Linked DNA regions of Mus musculus: region 1 is linked to region 2. A link is a contact called in public Hi-C data. All regions are on one chromosome and are shown on one strand. Each heading gives the region's core, a stretch centred on a gene start, on an enhancer-like site or on the middle of the called end of the contact. The rest is flanking DNA. Distances are from core to core; before and after follow the strand shown. Region 1 holds the start of BC051537 (cDNA sequence BC051537). Region 2 overlaps Col11a2 (collagen, type XI, alpha 2).

Region 1 (3,688 bases), core at 729-3,228, 38 kb before region 2:
ACAGTGGCAGGAGAAAAAGGAAAACTTAAAGACCAACATTGAGATATGCCTCTGATCCCAGTGGAGACTGACGGGTCCCTGGGAGTTCGAGGCCAGCCTAGCCTAAATAGCAAGTTCCAGAACAACCAGGCTTCATACTAGGGCCCAGTTTGAAAACAAAAACAAATCTATCAAGATGTAGCAATCCATCCCGTGTGGTGTGGATGAGAGGTTATTGTTAACTGCTGTAGTCCTCTTTCCACTAACAAAATGTTTTTTTTTTTTTTTAACCTTTAAAAGATTTATTTAGTACGTGGTTCTGGAGAGTCAAGAGCACGATGCCAGGCTCTGGGGAGGACCTGAAGTATGGGGATACCCCCATGGAAGGAGGATGTGGCAGGAGGAGAGGGCATTGCCAGACAGGAAGCCACAGGGCAGTTGGGGATCAGGCTGTCTCTTACAACTAGCTAACCAGAGCTGCCTTAATCCCTCCCCAGGGCAATGTCCCCAGTGACCTCAGAACCTCCCCTTGACCTCATATCTTAAAGGTCCCTGAACCCCAACATCACCAGCACTGATGATCAAGCTGCCAACACCATAAATGTGGGAGGGAGCAATCCACGATGAATCACACTTCAGGGTCTGTTAGGACAGTTGAAAGCAATTGTCCTTGAGGGTGAGGCCAAGGTAAGGGAAGGGCTTGGTCATGGGTCCTGTAGAGCTCTTTTGACTCTTAGGCTATTCATGGAGGGATCTGAGGAGGCCAGCATGGAAATCTCAGGGAAACTGATTGGATACTGGAGGGTTGGCTGGAGGGTAGAGGGGGAGGTTTGCTGTCATTACGCGAGAGAGGTGACCTGATTGTTATCTGTAGGAAAGCACAGATTGTTATCTGTAGGAAAGTAGGATGGGGAGGGTTGGAACCCTAAGGAGAAGCAGTCTCTGATGGCTGGGTAGCTAAGTGTGAATGCATGACAAGTTGGGCAAGGGTAGTGGCAAACTGTGATATCTACCAAGAGCTGGGCTGTCCTTACTGAACCTAACCCCTCGCCTCAGGTAGCAGCTCAGTGGTTGTGCGATCTTATCCCCTGCTCTGAATACATCGGACCGGCATGGATGCCCACCCAGCTTTAGCTAGCTGTTCTGTTCGGTTTTTCCAAGGATTTGAAAGTGTGACTGGGAGACAGTCCCCGGGGGCGTGGTGTGCATCAACAGATGCAATAGGAGCTCAAGAGCTGGGAGAGATCAGCCAGGGAAGTCAGTGCGCGGAGGACTGCAGCTAATATGCAGGCCCTGCGGCCCAGCAAGAAGATGAGCTGGGTTCTTCTGCCTTGCTCCGAATGTGTTCCCAGGAGACAAGACCAACCCCCACCCCCCCCCCAGGTTGTATGTACCACCCCGAGCCTTTATGGTAGTAGTGTGTCCTTGGTGTACCAGGAAGACGTTGCCGTTGCTGGCAAACAAAGCCTTTGACACCTTTTCCCAGACCCAACATTTTGTGGTTGGCTTCTACCAGTTTTACTCTCTCCCAGGAAGTCCGAGAAGTCTTTGCCAGCCAGTTCTTTCCCAGGACCAAACTTACAGGTCACACCACCGTTTTGGCTCTACTTATCTTAATTAACTTTGATGCATTGAAAAACAACAAACCCAGTTTCTTCAGAAAGCAGTTTTGGTCCAACTCAGACCTCAGGGTTCTCCTGCCAGTGCCTAATGTGATCCACACCACTGAAGGAAGTGGCCATGCTGCGTCTTAGGCAGCTGTCTGTCAGTCACAGGATGCCAGGAAATGTCCAAAAGAGAGGTGGTGTTCAAGTAGGAGCAGAGTCCCTGTGAGACTTCCTCCCTGCTGCCCTACAAAAGCCCTTGATTGGGGGAGTTGCAATAATTGGATACTCTGTGCCCATTTCCTTGAAGCCTGAATCGTACCACACTATGGGTCAACAAGGCACAGGTGAGATGGCATAAAAACATTTACTAATGTGGCCCCGCTGGGTGGTCACCACCCAGAACTCCTCTTGATGCTCAGGCGTCCCTGACCTGTAAGTACTGACCCCGTGAAAAGGACACACGCAAGGACTCTTAAGAGAATTTAGTGCGGCTGCCAGAGCTGTGGATGGCACTGGAGCTGTGAGTGAAATGGGGTACCAGGGCAGGAGACTGCGCCCACAATGTTCTCCTGGGATTTGGTGAACAGAGGTTGATGCCACTCGAGGTCAACACTGTCACAGGCTGCCGCTGAGCACGCAGAAGCTTCCAGAAGTCCGCCAGGAATCATCTCTCAAGGGTTTCTCAGAAGAGAAGTTACCTAAAGTCGCGAAACCCAGGTGACCGAAGCCATTCACATTCGCACACCCACTTCTCCAAATTCCCGCTTTTCTAGCTCCTCCCCCTTCCTCTGTCTCCTCCACCCCCAACCCCCACCCCCGGCGTCCCCCATCTACTCTCCACGCCTTCCTCCCTTTGCCCACAGACTCCCGGGGCTTCTGCACCTGCGGATACTGGGCCTGCGTGTGCCTGTGATCATGAGCACGGTGCCCAGGAGGCAGCCCATAAGGCCGAGAACCAGGCCCAGGCCACAGATCAGGGTCTCTATGGTGTCCGGTGGTGGGGTAAGCACTTGGGGCTCTAAGGAAAGAAAGCAAGGGTCAGAGGACACAGGAAGGGATCTGGAGTAGTGGAGACACAGACGTGAACAGGCTGGGGCAGGGTGCTCCCTACCCCAGTGCTGGAGGAGCGGTGTATCCAGGCCCCAGTGTTCCACCTTGCAGTCGTACACATCCTCCGCAGAGGGCACGAAGGTCAGGTAGTGGAACTTCCGGAACCTGTGGTTAGGCTGAGAGTAGAAGCTGGTCTGGGCCACTCCCTTAGTGATGGGCTGGCTGTTGCGCAGCCAGGTGACATTGATCACAGGCGGGAAGATATCATCCACGATGCAGATGAGGACGTTGGGCTTTCCGAGCTCCACACGAGTCTTGGGGAGAACGGTCACTCTGGGAGGCACTAGGAGGAATGAGAACCTAAATCCCAAAGTCCCGTCCCTCACAGCTCTTGGTCTTACTAGAGCCGAGATTAAGGGATACTTCCTCCCGTGTGGCCACCTGCAGAAACGTTCTGGGATCTTCCTGGGGCAGGAGGGGAGGGGAGGGCAGGATTCTGAAGAGGGGTTGGGGATTCTGTCCATCACCTTCCCTGCCTAGTTAGGTGGGGTGGAGGGAGGGCCAGGTACCGCTGACAGCTCTGGTTCGGTTGGAGCGTTCCACCAAGATGTCCAGATGAGCTTTGATCATGGAAATGCTCATCAGCCCACTCTGAAAGTCCGAGTGGGCGAAGTCTCCAAACTCAGGCAGACGCCACACGACCTCCTCGTTCTTCAGATCCACGGAGAAAATTTGTTCCCCGTCAAATTCGTGTGTGAACTGTCCAGAAGCGTCGTAAGATTGGTAGAAGGCCGGTCCATAGGAGCCCATGTGGTCGGCTGTATTGGGTGAGGGAAGGATGGGAGCTGAGAGAAGCATGTCTCAGCTTCTGAGTCTCAGCCTGGTCTCATCCTGGGCTGTGGGGTGAGGACAGCCCTGCAAAGCCATAGCAGCCCCTTGAAAAGTTCCAGAGACACGAAAGGGGGAGGGCAGAGGGGGCGTGGCCACTGCATGCATGGGTGGAGCTGACAAAGCAGGCTGGGAAAAGGAGAGACAGCCCACAGGAGATGGTG
Region 2 (3,369 bases), core at 728-3,227:
GCCAGGAGGCCAAGTGTCAGCGTCGTGGATACTTACATGTTCACCCTTGTTTCCTTTGGTTCCCTTCTGTCCAGGGTCTCCCACTTCACCCTGCAGGAGAAGGTAACGGGATGGATGAGAAAGGAGATATGCAAATTAATAGAGGTCAGAAGGTCAGCAGTCTCTAGTGGGGAGAAGACTGGACACATCTGTAGGTTCCGGTTCCCTCACCTTGTCTCCATCCTCTCCAGCCACGCCTGGGGGTCCTGCAGGACCAGGAAGCCCCACGGGGCCCTGCACCCCATCACGACCAGTGGGACCAATAGGGCCTTTCTCGCCCTGCACGAAACAAGGGAAGAGGTAATGGCTTGGACGTAGCTTCACCTTCAAGTCCCCCCCACCCCCCCAAAAACACCTTGGTAGCCATTACTCCTCAGGTCACAGCTCACAGCCTCCTGCCCCCAGGCTCACCGGTACGCCTTTCTCTCCTGCTGCTCCAGGGGGACCTTGTGGGCCTGGACGTCCCGGGGGACCAATGGGGCCCCCTGATCCTGCTGCACCTCGCTCGCCAGGAGAGCCCTGAGAGAGAGATGGAGTCAGACCCTCCAGGAAGGGGGACTCCAGGACCCCTGACCATAGATCTTGGGACAACAGAAAGTTGAATGCATCCTGACTTACCCCGAATTCCCTCTCATGTGTAGGCCCATGGTTCCTGCCACAACCTGCCCAGAATCCTCCCTCCCCAAACCCTTTCCTGGTTCCTGCCCACTGTCTCCCGGGAACTCCAGACTCACTGCAGGGCCAGGAGGGCCAGCTGGACCTTCATTTCCTTTCAAGCCGGGTCCACCCTATGAACCAGATTTAGGGTAAGTGGTGAGTGAGAAGGCAAGCCTTCACAGGCATGGGGCCCCAAAAGACATCCTGGGAAGTGTGGGCTTTGGGGAGATGTAGGCCCCCAAAGCGGGGTATAATATCAAGGGGACCAGGTGATGAGTGACCATATTCATAGGCTGTTAGCTTTGGGGGTCACACTCACAGCAGTGCCTGGAAGGCCTCGCTCTCCTGGGAAGCCTCTCAGACCAGCAGGACCATCCTTCCCTGGGGCCCCAGGAGGACCAGGGTCACCCTGAAATGAAAGGAGGGGTGTCAAGTCATAACTTGAGCAGAGATTCTGGCCCCTCAGAGCCACACTGGCCCATGCCTTGCAGCCCCCCTCCCCAGCTCCTCTCCACCAGCCCTCACTGACCTTGGTCCCTTCTTTCCCAGATGTTCCAGGCAATCCTTGCTCTCCAGGAGGTCCTGGGGGGCCAGAGTGACCTCTCTCTCCCATGGGACCACTTTCTCCAGCTGTTCCCTGGGAAAATCACAGTCTAAACTCAGCTCCATCTGCCCCGAGACCCCACTCTGCATCCCCCAAAGTGCCAATCGAGAGCCCAGTAGTTTGCCCAAAAGCCAAGGGGAAATTGTTGATGCTCTCCTGGCTGCCACTGGGGCTTCCCATCCCTGGTGTGGAGTGGCCACGCCACCTTGTGTCACAGCCAGGAAATGTCTCAAAGAGAGAGAGAGAGACAGATACAGAGACACAGAGAGACAGAGACACAGAGAGAGACACCTGGGAAAGAGCTGAAATTCGGGGTCTCTGCCCAGGCAAACAGGTGTCAGAGCTGAGTTACTGGGAGAGGAGGCCCGAACTCCAGTCTGGGGTGCATTCTCTCCTAGGGGAAACATACCTGAGGTCCCACCACTCCGGGCGGGCCTGGTGGGCCGGTCTTTCCTTGGAATCCCTGAGGGGAAAGCCAGAGTGACGTCACAGCCAGATAGGACAAGTGTGGGAGACAGTGGGGCAGGCCCCAAGTTCTAGGCTCCCAGAGGAAGCACAGCACCAAGGCGGCTGACTCAGCAAGATCCAAGCCCCCCCCCCCCCCACACACACACCCCTGGATCACTCACCACTTCTCCTCTCTGGCCGGGGTGTCCCGGCAGCCCATCCTTCCCTGCAGGGCCCTGGAAGGGAAGTTTGGGGTCAGAGAGACTCTTGACACAGAAGACGAATGAGGGAGAAGGAAGTGATGTGGGTCACAAGTTAACGGTCACCTTACCGGAGGGCCTTTGGGGCCAGGAAATCCATTGGGGCCTTGAGGTCCAGGAAGACCCTAGAGACAGAGATGGGATGAGTGGAAGACAGGTTCTGGAAAGAGGAACACATGTTTCTTCCCCAGGGAACACGGGAACAGAGCCTTTAAGCCACACTCACCCTCTCTCCGGGTGGCCCGTGGGGACCGTCACCACCTGATGTTCCCTGCGAGGGAGACAAAGTCAGGGAGTGATTCGGGTGTTTATCAGGCATCCCCAAGGAAGAGGCAGAGTGTGGAGGGGAGGGGTGTGGAGGCTCCGCATCAGGAGACAGATTCAACCTTGCAGAGTCCACTCACCTTAGCTCCAGATTTCCCAGTGGCACCTCGAGGTCCCCGCTGACCCCTTGGACCCTAGGTAGACAGAAGGCAGATGTCAGAAACATCCTTGAGTCTGGAGGAGCTCACCATGTCACTGAGGGTGATCTTGAACATCTGATCGTCTTGCTTCTACCTGATTCTACCTTGTCACACTCAACTGATGGAGTACTAGGGATGAACCCAGGGCTGTTCACACTGTGTGGGACTGGGGATGAACCCAGGGCTTGTTCACCCTGTGCAGGACTGGGGATGAACCCAGGGCTTGTTCACCCTGTGCAGGACACTACCAACTGAGCTACCATCCAGCCCACCTCTTAGATTTTGAGCCACTAGGTAACAGGTGTTAGCCCATAGCACTCACCGTGGGGCCCCGTTCTCCCCGAGGTCCTGATTTCCCAGACAGGCCCTGGTGGGAATAAAGTCAAGCAAGCATTATACAAGGCAAGACTCCCACAGTGGCCCCTCTGGTTCCTCCCTGTGCATCCTTCCCCCTCCCCCGCTTACCCGAGCTCCCTTCTCTCCACTGGCTCCAGGAAAACCAGGGAAACCCAGAGATCCCTGGACAGATTGGAGAAAGAAAGAGGGGTAAGGGGGGGAGGAGCCTGGGAAAGGCCAAAGCAGGGGTGGGGGGTGGGGTTGGGGGTGGAAGAGGCCATCAAGACAGCAATGGTGCTGGACCCTGCCAACAAACAGGTTGCCTTAGGAAGAGCCCTACCACCCACAGGCCTCTATTTCTCATCTATTCAATGGGAGTCAGTCAGCTAAAACCTCCCTAGGGAATCCCACCCATATATGGTTCCTGGGGTCAGAGGTCAAGGAAGAGGCAATGAGGAGCAACACAGCACCTTGGGGCCCTGGCGTCCAGGATAGCCAGGCAGACCAGGAACACCTAGCTTGCCCTGTGGAAGGACAGAATGCAATCAGGAAAGACAGGGGC

The links. A called contact is a pair of places that touch in the nucleus more often than the background predicts.
Region 1: a Hi-C map of bone marrow-derived macrophages shows a contact between it and region 2, with 71 read pairs. The contact joins the promoter of BC051537 here to the enhancer-like site in region 2. A contact is called at or near these places in 15 of 39 promoter capture datasets (the 3T3-L1 cell line, the HPC-7 cell line, the SN4741 cell line and 10 more), 1 of 15 datasets of contacts at CTCF or cohesin (the NIH/3T3 cell line), 17 of 484 Hi-C or Micro-C datasets (the AML12 cell line, the C2C12 cell line, the G1E-ER4 cell line and 9 more), 11 of 115 datasets of contacts at active chromatin or transcription factors (CD8 T cells, the HPC-7 cell line, bone marrow-derived macrophages and 5 more) and 3 of 9 other capture datasets (adipose tissue, liver and pancreatic islet).

Annotation. Positions count from the first base shown.
Region 1 is chr17:34,093,599-34,097,286 of GRCm38.p6, reverse strand. BC051537 (cDNA sequence BC051537) reads left to right here and starts at 1,978. Exons shown (of 5, transcript NR_046183.1): 1 at 1,978-2,018; 2 at 2,174-2,303. It overlaps H2-Oa (histocompatibility 2, O region alpha locus), which reads right to left. Exons shown (of 5, transcript NM_008206.2): 2 at 3,206-3,454; 3 at 2,698-2,979; 4 at 2,469-2,604; 5 at 2,053-2,284. The coding sequence ends at 2,281.
Region 2 is chr17:34,056,014-34,059,382 of GRCm38.p6, reverse strand. It overlaps Col11a2 (collagen, type XI, alpha 2), which reads right to left. Exons shown (of 65, transcript NM_001317722.1): 30 at 3,278-3,331; 31 at 2,937-2,990; 32 at 2,794-2,838; 33 at 2,412-2,465; 34 at 2,234-2,278; 35 at 2,079-2,132; 36 at 1,930-1,983; 37 at 1,710-1,763; 38 at 1,226-1,333; 39 at 1,016-1,105; 40 at 774-827; 41 at 451-558; 42 at 211-318; 43 at 37-90. Among named protein-coding and RNA genes, the nearest start is that of Col11a2, 19 kb to the right of the region's middle. Within about 2 kb of position 1,977, at least 37 of the 459 cell types and tissues checked have an H3K27ac peak or open chromatin away from gene starts, as enhancers often do. A contact at or near this core is called in the HPC-7 cell line, bone marrow-derived macrophages, hematopoietic stem and progenitor cells and 1 more, where this site is marked.